Regions from separate parts of the Bicyclus anynana genome. Here region 2 is linked to region 1. The links are chromatin contacts, called in public Hi-C maps. All regions are on one chromosome and are shown on one strand. The core of a region is the stretch at or near the end of the contact, and the rest is flanking DNA. Distances in the headings are between cores, read along the strand shown.

Region 1 (5,777 bases), core at 2,042-4,541:
AATATATATATACCTTTATAATTATATTTTGTGTGTTTATTAGTGTGATAAATAAATAAATTATTAGTCGCGTAATCTTTCCTTGTAATTCCGTTTTAAAGTCTTCATATTGGTTACTGATGACACAAATAGCATCCTTTATTTCAGTGATTTCCATTGCCGTTTCTTTCGTTTTGCTATCTATTATTTTAATTATATTTTTTTCTATGTTACCTAATAAGATTTTCATTTCTTCTTGGATGAGGTGCTTGATGTTATCAAGTGTGAGATCGTCGTGATATTATATGCGACTATGAGTAACATAAGAAGCACCGGTTTCATGATTTTACAGTATTCTGGTTATCTATACTAATATTATAAAGCTGAAGAGTTTGTTTGTTTGTTTGTTTGATTGAACGCGCTAATCTCAGGAACTACAAGTCCGATTTGAAAAATTCTTTCAGTGTTAAATAGCCCATTTATCGAGGAAGGCTATAGGCTATATATTATCCCCAAATTTCAACGGGAACGGGAACCACGCGGGTGTAACCGCGCGGCGTCAGCTAGTATTTGATACGCAAAGGGTTATAGACTTAAAGGAATTCCATGCGAATTCGAAGAGATACGCTAGTAATTATACTTGGTGATTTTAATATGTATGTTAAATAGAATAATAGGTATATTAGTTTACATTACGCATGATTCACAACGGGAAATGTTTAATTTAAAGTATAGAAACAAAAGTTACCCAATTCTAAACATTTCTTGGCAACAGAAATGGCTATTCAACGTCCATTTAGGTACCAAAAATAATAATTGTTATTGTTAGTGTTCGCTGGTTTGTAATCAATGCAATGTTTGCATGTAATAAGACCCTGCAAAATGTACGCAAATAATAATTGGAAACGAATTCAATACTACCTTTGACTCTATTGATATATTTGAACTAGCTGCTACTACTTTGTAACTACCATCTAAGATTGCCAAAGAGGCAATTTTCAAACAAAATTATCCATTTTGTTTGATTCAATCATTGTTTAAGGTTCTATCCATAAATTACTGGGGAATATTTAGAAATTGTACAATTTATTTGTTCTAGCACAACAACTAAATATAAATATAAACGTTCAAATAAAACAAAAAGAAATTAAGCGGTAAAACTATCACAATATCTAAATAAAAAAAATAATAGTTACTATCGAAAAATAACAGAGTTGTTGTCGACCAACCAAAAACTACCAATTGATCAATCTACATTTGTGGCATATGATATGATATGTTATTATATTATGTACGTATGTATGATATGATATGTAATTATATATGAAATATCCCCTGACAACATATTCTTTAAAAGCTGGCTAAACATGCACCAGGTTCCAAACATAAAATAATTAGTATAGAGATAAAAAAATTGTAGTTGAAACTAATATAGGTAATAATTTTGGATTCTTATTTATAATATTTATTCCTTTGTGTTCCTGATATTTATTTCTTATTTTAATTCTGACTCTTGGTTCAATTTTGGTTTGCTTTTCTGTAGTACATTACTCAATGTACATTGTATATTTTGTATATAGGTCTCTGGCCTGAAACACACTAAACAACACACTGAACACGATAAACACTTGTCCTTTTTTAGTAATTAGTTATCTTTATTATTTTCATATACTGCAGTGAGTGTAAAAACTCATTAACAGTGCAGTCAGTTTTGAATTTATCTTAATCCTGTTAGGTATTTCACCGCTCTGTGTCATCCACAGATGTCGAGCTTTGTGGAATCCATTATGCATTATCGCATGACTTTGTACCTAGATAAGCACACTGTAAAGCGGCTTGATTTTATTGTAAGCTTCTTCTAAGACCTAGAATGCTTTAGAATCCTAGATTTATGTCACATTATCGCAAGCACGACAGCACATCAAGACCATTTGCGGCATTAAATTAATGCTATATCTAGATCCAAAATTAAAATGGAGATTTAAAAATTCAACCACGACTAATAGAGTAAGCGAGGCAGACCGAATATGGCGGTAAAATCTATGAATAAATTAATCTCATACCTTGATCTGAATTAAGAATGAAGATTTTAAAAATTCAGCTGCCTCGAATATGGTAAACGATGCAGACAAGCTTATCTCCGGTTTCTGATGTCCTTAATTATAGTATGGTACTACAAATACAATTTGTATACATTACACAGGTAAATTGTAGTTATATGAATAAATACAATTTACTGTATATTATACAATAGGCTTAACATACCAAAGCCTACCCTGCGAAGACATTTGAAGGGTATGAATGTAAAAACAAAAATTGGAAAACCTAATGATATGATATGAATTTTGTTTTTCCTAGGTTTTTAAATTTTATTTTCATACAGGTTTATAATTTTATTAAGCTTAAAGAATTACTAAATTAGGAAAAAAAATGTCAGTTAAAAACTAATAACTAAATAAAGTATTATAATTGATTTCAAATTATATAGTCATGTGATCTCATGTAGTCAAGTATTTTTCTTTACAGTTTATTTTGATTATTATCTAAGTACGAATTAGGGTATTGGTGGTACGAGTTAGGCGACCAGGTGCCTAAATCGTAAAAAAAACGCTAAAATACCTTTTTAAATACAAGATTTTAATTTTTTTATGATTGTTGATTGAAAGTCAGATAAATAAAGATTTCGTAGTCACATACCATTTAGTTTTATTTTAAATGCAGGTTATATTACAGCGATATTTCCTTAGGGGGTACGATTTAAGCAACCTTACCCTATACAGAATCCTAGATTGTTAATAACTATAATAGCTATACAAGTTAAGCTCACGTGAAATGGTGGCAAAAATACTGACTATATTTCCGCGTTGGATAGCTAGACAGCTAGACTGATCCGAAATAAGAATGGACATTTAAAATTCAACCAATATTTCACCTCTAACAGAATAACCGAGGCAGACTGAGATATGGCCGTATAATCCAGGAATAAATACAATATATAGAACCATAAAATTATTTGTGGCAGACAAGATATCTTGATCCGAAATAAGAATAGCGAATTTTTAAATCAATCACCTCTAATAGAGTTAAGGTTTCTGAAGTTATTGCTTGCTATTTCAGTAGGTATATGACCATATAAGCCGTGTATAAACATAGGTAAATACATATGTAAGATGATCTGTTTGTTGATTACCAACCAAGTAAGTTCCTATGATAGAAACTAAATATTTGTGCTGACGTCTGTATTGATTCAAGAAAGGGCGCTTGAACGGTTCACGGCGGCCGTCATATGTGTCCACCGCAGGTTGTCCAACGGCTTTTCGCCGCGGCGAGGAGCGCGGTCAACGCTCGGCAAACTGCCGGACTTACAGGTTGAACATGGGGCAATGGAATCTGCGGGGGACAAAAAAGACACGCCCGCGCCGCCCGCCGTGCGCGCCGTTCGACTACTAAACAACGGCACATGGCCATAACTACTCGTACTATTGCCCATTCTGTGGCACGGCATGCCGCACCGCACCGCGCCGCTTCGCATCAACCAACGCGTGATACTACCGTCATTTCACACACCACAATGTTGATTAAAGTTAACCCCACACTGCCACGAGAGACGCATGTTTTGCTCTAAATAATTAGTAAGTATATCCTGCGTCAAACTTCTAGTCCACTCTGCAGTTGGAACGAATGAACTGCGCTGGATTTGCAATCCCGTTGAGATCTTGCACACTGCCTTGTCTTCAGAGTGATACTAGTAGTGTCAGCGTTACAATGTACCAGCATCCGATATATATGCATTCGATTTGTGTTATATGCATGAATACAACTTGCTCCAATACTTAGTAAACTGTAAGCGATATAAAAACTATAAAAAATAACGTTGAAAATAAATGCATTCTCATGTTTTTTAGTTCAAAGATTTTATTAGACAAAGGGAATAATTATTTAAATATTTAAATTGTTAAGTGTACAAATATCTATTCTTCGAGTGGGATATTCTCATTTTTAGAATTTTATAAAGCCTCAACAATGAAAACAAACGAATAACGTCCCAGTGTACCTATAAACGATGATTATTATTTCTTCCTATTAGGTAGGTACCTACTGTAAAACGCAATGTTTGTGTCTCACAGGTTTTGTGCGGCACCTACGATCCATGCTGCAGTCTGCGATCATCCTAAATAAGGCTGTAAAACTTATTCGAGGCGCTGGTTATAAATATACACCTGCACTTGAATTCAACGAATAGATTTTTAGTTCAACGATTTCATCAGATCGTAGGTACGTGTACTCGTAAATACTAAGTAGGCATGTTGTTTAGCTCTAATTTATATTCGCCTAGCTAGTGAAAGGGTTGGCTATAATATGATCCTACCATAGCTTAGTGTCTTTTACGTTATGCTTGTCTAATGAAGTAGTTACTTAAGTTTATTTTATGATCGACTATTACGTTGCATCCAACCTTTATTGCCTAATATATTTTTTTTATGGTCCATAAACTTGCGCTTGACTACAATCATGCCTGATAAAAAGCAATGTTGAGTTCTAGCATGGGACGCGCTTGCCTAGTCTAGTGTATAATCACTCTTGCCTTGAAGGTATTACTTAGGTTATAGGTGGCAGAAAACTCAGACGCCGTAAGAGCATTCTATACCTTAGGAGTTCGGATAAAAAAGTTTGAATGTTAGAGCGCTTTTCCACCAGAGATGTGCTATGCAGCTATGCTGCGAAGATGTGTGACCATTTCCACCTATATATACTAAGCTATGTAGTTATGCGAGAAAGATGCGCAGCTCGAGTTACGAGTATGCGATGTATCGATAGCAGAGCATAGCACGCATCCATTCATATAAAAAACATATCTTAGTTGAATCCGTGTCCACCAGTGCTAAGCTATGTGCACAAATGAATATGATTGGTGGATATCAAACGCGTCTATAACAACGTAGCGTAGCACATCTCTGGTGGAGAAGCACCTTTAATCACATAGAGCTGCCACCCTACGTGGTAGATAAAATTGATGATACGGGTACAATTTAACACTGGCTCCCCCTCTAAAAGTTTATTTCTTTTTAGGTTTAGTAGCTGCCCAAAAACAAGGTAAAAATCTTCATATGTGTCCAGTAATTGATTCAGAAACACGACTAAAACTCACGTGATGCAATGTAGGAGTATGCCCGACTAGTTTCGAAACCATACGCTGCCCTTAGTTGTGAGCTGTTTTTTTTTTGTTTTTCAATTTCTTTTTTATTCTTCACAAGTTAGCCCTTGACTGCAATCTCACCCGATTGTAAGTGATGATGTACTCTAAGATGGAAGCGGACTAACTTGTTAGGAGGAGGATGAAAACGCACACCCCTTTTCGTTTCTACACGACATCGTACCGGAACGCTAAATCGCTTGGCGGTACGTCTTTGTCGGTAAGGTGGTAACTAGCCACGGCCGAAGCCTCCCACCAGCCAGACCTGGCCCAATTAAGGAAACCTCAATCGGCTCAGCCGGGGATCGAACCCAGGACCTCAGTCTTGTAAATCCACCGCGCTTAGCAGTGCGCCATGGAGGCCGGAACGTCGGTTTTTGCAACGCGGCATGATCCAATGTTATAGATAGGTAATAATTGGGAAGGCACTGGTTTCAACAATACGCGTCTAGTTTAAGGGCCAGAATACCATTGAAAACATTTTTAAAACTAAATATTTCCTAAATAGATTAATCTATACTTATAATAAATCTGTAGAGAGGTCAATTCTGTACATGAAATATATTTCCAAAATAACTATCAGGGGGTGATTAGTGATCGATAC
Region 2 (5,777 bases), core at 1,385-3,884, 40 kb before region 1:
TAGATTATCTGGATGATGAGAAAAAATGATTTTCTGCTCGCCCCAATATGCGTGCGCAATTTTTTTACCACCCGCAACGCATTACCCAAGCGACACCCTCGGCAATAGATAAAACTCCAGCAATGTGGCTTCAGTCTACGCCCTCACAACTAAGTTGGTGATTGTTCAAGACAGGATTAGTGGGCACGGTTGTTTCTCGCTGATTGATCGTTATCTTTACAGGGTGCTCGGGAGTATTTTCCATAACTTCAAGGTGTTGACGAGTCCACTTATAGGAGCCGAAACAGTGGCGTGCACTTTATAGATGCAAACATGCCCTGCCTACCCTGAGGACTCGTTATACCTATGAAACTGCCTATGAAACTTTGTACAGTTTGTACGTACAGTGCATACCCTAGTTAAAAACCTTGTGCACGCTTCTGAGTAACTAATATACTTATAAATAAATCTTTTTATGTTTTCATACAAAGTAATTCCGACTATCCATGTAACACGCGTCTTTATTATATCCTTAAATTTTAAAATACGTAAATGTGGCTACGTCATATTAATACATATTAAGATCTATTTACAAAAGAAATATTATTACCCCGATAATATTTAATTTAAAACACTTACACACTCCCCAGAATTATGGGAAATACAAAAAAAAAAGTAAAGTCAAAGCAGTTATTCTTTTATTAATTTTTTTGTAGCAAATGAATTCAAGGATAGGGTATTGTAGGGTAGGGATAGGGAAGAAGTGCACATAAGTCAAAGCGAAGCTTGACCGGGTCCGATAGTTGTGTACGTATTATTATAAAATCGAGAATCACGTTGTCAGAATGCCATTTGTAATAAACTATCATTATACATCTCATTTAGCGCACTGCGACATTGGCGAAGGTCTAAGTAGATACTACCTACTCGTAATAATACTGAAGCTATTAGGTACATAGCATACTTTTTAAATGCTGCAACACAAATGCTATAAGTAAAGAAATGTGTTACAGATTGTGCGCATACAGAGCATGACAATGCCCAAGTGTCGCTGCTAATTCAATGGATGCGCGCGGCGTGGTCATTGACACAAATCGCAGGGTCTCCGAGTGCATTGTAAGCTGGCAATAACTGACCTAGGACTAGACGCATCTTTGCCTCAGCCGAGGGTCGCGTCGCACCTGGCGGTCGGGCCGCTAGTTTTTATTCAACGATTCTATCTGTCGGTGGCAGTTTATTTTAATAATGCGCGCAGATGGCGCGAGCGCAGGGTACGCTCGGCTGTGGCGCTGGCGCGGCGGCGGGCCACAGTGGACCGTATGCGGCGCGCATAGGGGCTAGGGGCCAGGCGAGACTCTCCCGACGCGAGCGCCGAGTTGTAAACAAACCGGGCGAGGGCAATGGCTGGCCACTCCCCGAGTCCCCGCGCTCGTCGCGCCGAACGACGCCATTCAACCGGGAAGTTCAAGCTTTATTTTTAGTTTCATGGAGCGGGCTCCGCCGTATTATAAAATATAACGGAATTCGCCGGCATTGGTAGTGAGTAGGTAGGTAACTATTTGTATGGGTATAGTTTTGTGCATTGCTTTTCCCAAAACAAAACGTGCTCTGCGTGAGTCATTGTTTTGAGAGTATAATGGCATGTAATTTAGGCACATAAATACATACATCCATAGAAATAGAGGCATCGCGAACAAGCATTTCTCGGAAGATAGATTTCTCTATGTAGATTTGTAGAACAATAGGTATATTATCCAAGGACTAACAGGACAGGTAATTTTTTGCGAATTATTAGTTACACGCCGTCAAACCGGTCCCGTAAAAAGTTCGCTGCACAATAATGGAAGGGACCGTCTCGATATGGCCAGGTGTGAGCGTCGGGGTCAATAAACTCCCTGTAATAAAACAAGTACTTAACTGATCGGTGTCGTCATCGAGATGTCTCACGCACGCGGGGTGAAGCACTTCCGCTGCGGCGACGCGACGCGTACTTATCTAACGGCATTGACATTGGAAATGCCGAGGCGCTGCCGAACCGTGCCGAGGCCAAGTGCGTGGTAGTGCCGCTCACGCGAGCTGTTGTCTTCGGCGATCGGCGTGGTCGGCGGCGGTGGAGCAGAGTCAATGACCCGAGGGCGAGAAGGGCGCGGGAGGGTGCGCGCGCACGCAGTGGTGCCCCGCCTTTATTTATTACGCTACGCGCGGCGCGCTCGGCGCCGGCAGCGCGGCGGGGCGGAGGCCGCATTCCGGGCGGCCGGCGGCCTGCCGCGCCTCGCCAGCCGGCCTCTGCTGAAAGTATGCGCCCGTTCGACTCCACACGCCGACTCTCACTCAAAAATAAGCAAACTTAACTTACTCGAACTCAAGGCGACCACGTGCGCCGACCTCGCGTACTACGTCGGCTGCGACCACGAGTTGAGAGTTCTCACACTGTCCATCGTGTCCAATTATTATCGCGAACTAACACGTCTACCGCACGAACTCAAATATTTTACTATCGAGTTAATTTAATTCATGATTCGAGTTAACACAGAAGTTCACATGGCGCGCGCGAAGTGTCGCCGCGGACGTACGGTTAGGCGTTGACTCAGGAAGCGGTGTGACGCATTAGTGAGCGCGCGGCGCGTTCGGTCCGCGGCGTACAGTATGCGCAAGCAAACGGGGCGCCGTAGAGAGCGCGGGGCGGGTGGAGGAGCGCCCCGCGCGCCCCTCACCCCCGGCGCAGTGCTGCCCTCTGCACCGGGCGGCGGGCTCATCGACCGCGCGACGCCCTCGCCGGCCCGCACGTATGCCTGCCGAGTGTAGATGTCGAGGCATGGCACTCACGCCGACCGCCAAACGCTCCCGGTTCCCGCCCGATCTGAGACAACAAACTGCCCAACTAATTACAACCTTGTCAAACTATATTACCATACACCTAACACCTAGCATCGCCACATTTGAACCCACTGACACAATTACGAATTTCGATAATAACGAAGTTATTGTAAACTAGCTAACGCCGCGCGATTTTACCCGCGTGGTTCCCGTTCCCGTAGGAAAACAGGGATAATATATAGCCTATAGCCTTCCTCGAAAAATGGGCTATCTAACACTGAAAGAATTTTTTAAATCTGACCAGTAGTTCCTGAGATTAGCGCGTTCAATCAAACATACAAACAAACTCTTCAGCTTTGTAAATTATTGTAAATTTAGAGTCAACGGTCGAGTGATCTAACACTCGTCCCCGCTAGATCATACATTAGAGTTTGAACCCGACAAGGACTTCCAGCTATGTCCCTACTTGTGCTTTATCTAATTGTTCCGACTAGCGCCCACGTGTAAACGGACACAATTTGAATTTTATCTTTTGTAAAAGTTCGAGACGCTGTGATGTCAGACCTTTGTTATTCTACAGAAGTTTGAAAGCTTAGAGTCGCATAATAATTACATGAATAAGTACTTACGTTAGGTAACGGCGACAGCATGGTATTGATGACTTTAGGAGATAGTAGGTTTCAAAGGTTGCAATCCCTCTGTCTGAATGCCAAGTACCTATATGAAGTATAATTTTTTATGTTCAATTTGTGGTATTACGAAAAACACCATTAAAGATTCAACTTTAATGGTCTTCAGCAAAACTTGTTGAAACAGGAGACTGAAGATATAATTTCTCATATCCTGAAAAAAATTAAAAAATACTTGAAAACTACAATAAAAAACTGATGAAGAAAATGGAATACATCTACTGTAGTTTGAATAGAATTTTAAAATTATTATAAGGACTCGTAGTTCCGCCTTTAGAACAAAGGTATATATATAGCTCTAAAAAAGAAAAAAACACAAATAATAAAAAGCGAATTAACTTCGTAAAAGCAGATGCAGTAATAAATTCCACAAGCAAACTCTGGTCAAAGTTTGAATATAAATGGACTCTATGAAAAACAATATGAAGTCTTAGAATCAAGAACAACAAAGTTCAGCATTTCATACCTATAACCGAATGGAGATCCAAAACCGCTTAGACTAACATTAGATCAACTATTAAACTAACCACTATCAACTACACAAATGTTGAGGGACTGAGGGTTTGCGTAAATATATCTACAAGACATTTATATTTATGAAAAACAGTTGAATTGAACTATACTACAGCTTTTCTTGATGAGGATTGTTTACCAACAAACAAATTTAAAATGAGGGTATAATCACTAGTCATTTCACATTTAATAATAATTATAATCAAGTTGATCTTAAATAAATGAAAATAAATTTGATAAATAAGCTTAGAACAATTAGATATGGTTAATATATTTCATGTAACATTTTATAAACAAACAATACATAATTTTAAATAAATAAGTTATGAAATGACATGCGTTTTCTACCCTCATTTCTAATTTCTTTGTTGGTAAACAGTACTCATCAAGAAAGGCTGTAGTATAAATAAATTTATTTACACCCTAATCATAATATCTCTCTTCTGTGATTTTCGAAACCGCGATCCCTATTATGGTTTAAAACCCCATCCAGAATGATGCTTCAAATAAACTTCAAATACCTTTACTTTAAGTAGGCTTAAATGTAATTAGTATGAGTAACATTATAATAATAAGATGTCTCAAGGAGAATTAATATGATTATTATTATTATAATATTAAGATGTCTCAAGTAGGATTTATTTGGAAGCTTCTTTGCAAAATTCTAATATTATGTTTACAAGAAACGAATCGCTTAATAACCAAATACGAGTGCAATGAGGTTTTGTACGAGTGTCTTAATATATTTTCCTTATTCGAGTAAATCTTAACCAAGTTAAGTCATAATTTAGTCAAATTAATTTAGAATTAAATTACTCTAAATGCGAATCATTTTTTACGAAAAGACTGTCGCACGACAATTATTGGCTTTTGAATTTTTGATTTTATCTTGAGAAAGAATACAATATGGAACTTAAGCTAACTTATCCTATCGATATACTTAGTCAATATTTCTTTTAAATATACGAGTAAGTATTTCTTAACATTGGCAGTAGATTGTAAAGACAGTTCATATTACTAAAGAAATCCTTTCTTTAGAGGCTCAATAGCTTAACGGTAAGAGCGGTCGGACTCATCGTGGTTCGCCCCGTTGGTCTATTGTCGTACCCACTCCTAGCACATTCATTCCCGACTAGTTGGAGGGGAATAGGAATATTGGTTATATTATAAAGCAAATATTCTTTTTTTAAAAAAAAATATGAACTGTCTTATATATTTAAGACGCAAATATATTTTGAAGACATAACATAAGTTGTAGCCTCACGTCAGGTGTCCAAAGAGGTTAATGGGAATGCAAACAAAGCTTGCTTGTATATTTATTTTACATCTACGTACCCATACCGTTATTGGTATTTTAAAAACTCGGCTGTGATATCACAACCTGACCTGGCCAGTGTACAATATTACTTACAGTCAGTAAAGTGTTTTACATCTAGACCTAACAGAGTCACGCGTCACCTATTACATTAAAATTAAACTAGCGGACGCCCGCGACTTCTAGACAAATCCCTCGGGAACCATGGATTTTTCCGGAATAAAAAGTAGCCTATGTGTCAATCTAGACTATTATCCATCTTTACTTCAAATTTTATGTGATTTGGTTCAGTAGCCGAGGCGTGAAAGAGTAACAAACATTCATATAATCAAAATCATCAGGTATACGCAAATCTCGAGAATCCATGGAATCTCCTATTAGACTTTATCTTCCATGGAATCATGGAAGGTAAAGTCTAATATAAATCTATTTCCATTCCAAATTTCAGCCAAATCCCTTCAGTA

The links. Hi-C and Micro-C count contacts between places; a contact is called where the count stands out from the background.
Region 2: a contact with region 1 is called in a Hi-C map of whole larva, with 2.2 times the contacts expected there. The contact joins the promoter of LOC112053027 here to the enhancer-like site in region 1.

Annotation. Positions count from the first base shown.
Region 1 is chrZ:7,454,790-7,460,566 of ilBicAnyn1.1, reverse strand. No RefSeq gene overlaps it. Among protein-coding and RNA genes, the nearest start is that of LOC112053024, 26 kb to the right of the region's middle. Within about 2 kb of position 3,291, at least 8 of the 8 cell types and tissues checked have open chromatin away from gene starts, as enhancers often do.
Region 2 is chrZ:7,494,259-7,500,035 of ilBicAnyn1.1, reverse strand. It overlaps LOC112053027 (protein starmaker-like), which reads right to left and starts at 2,634. Exons shown (of 9, transcript XM_052890821.1): 1 at 2,336-2,634.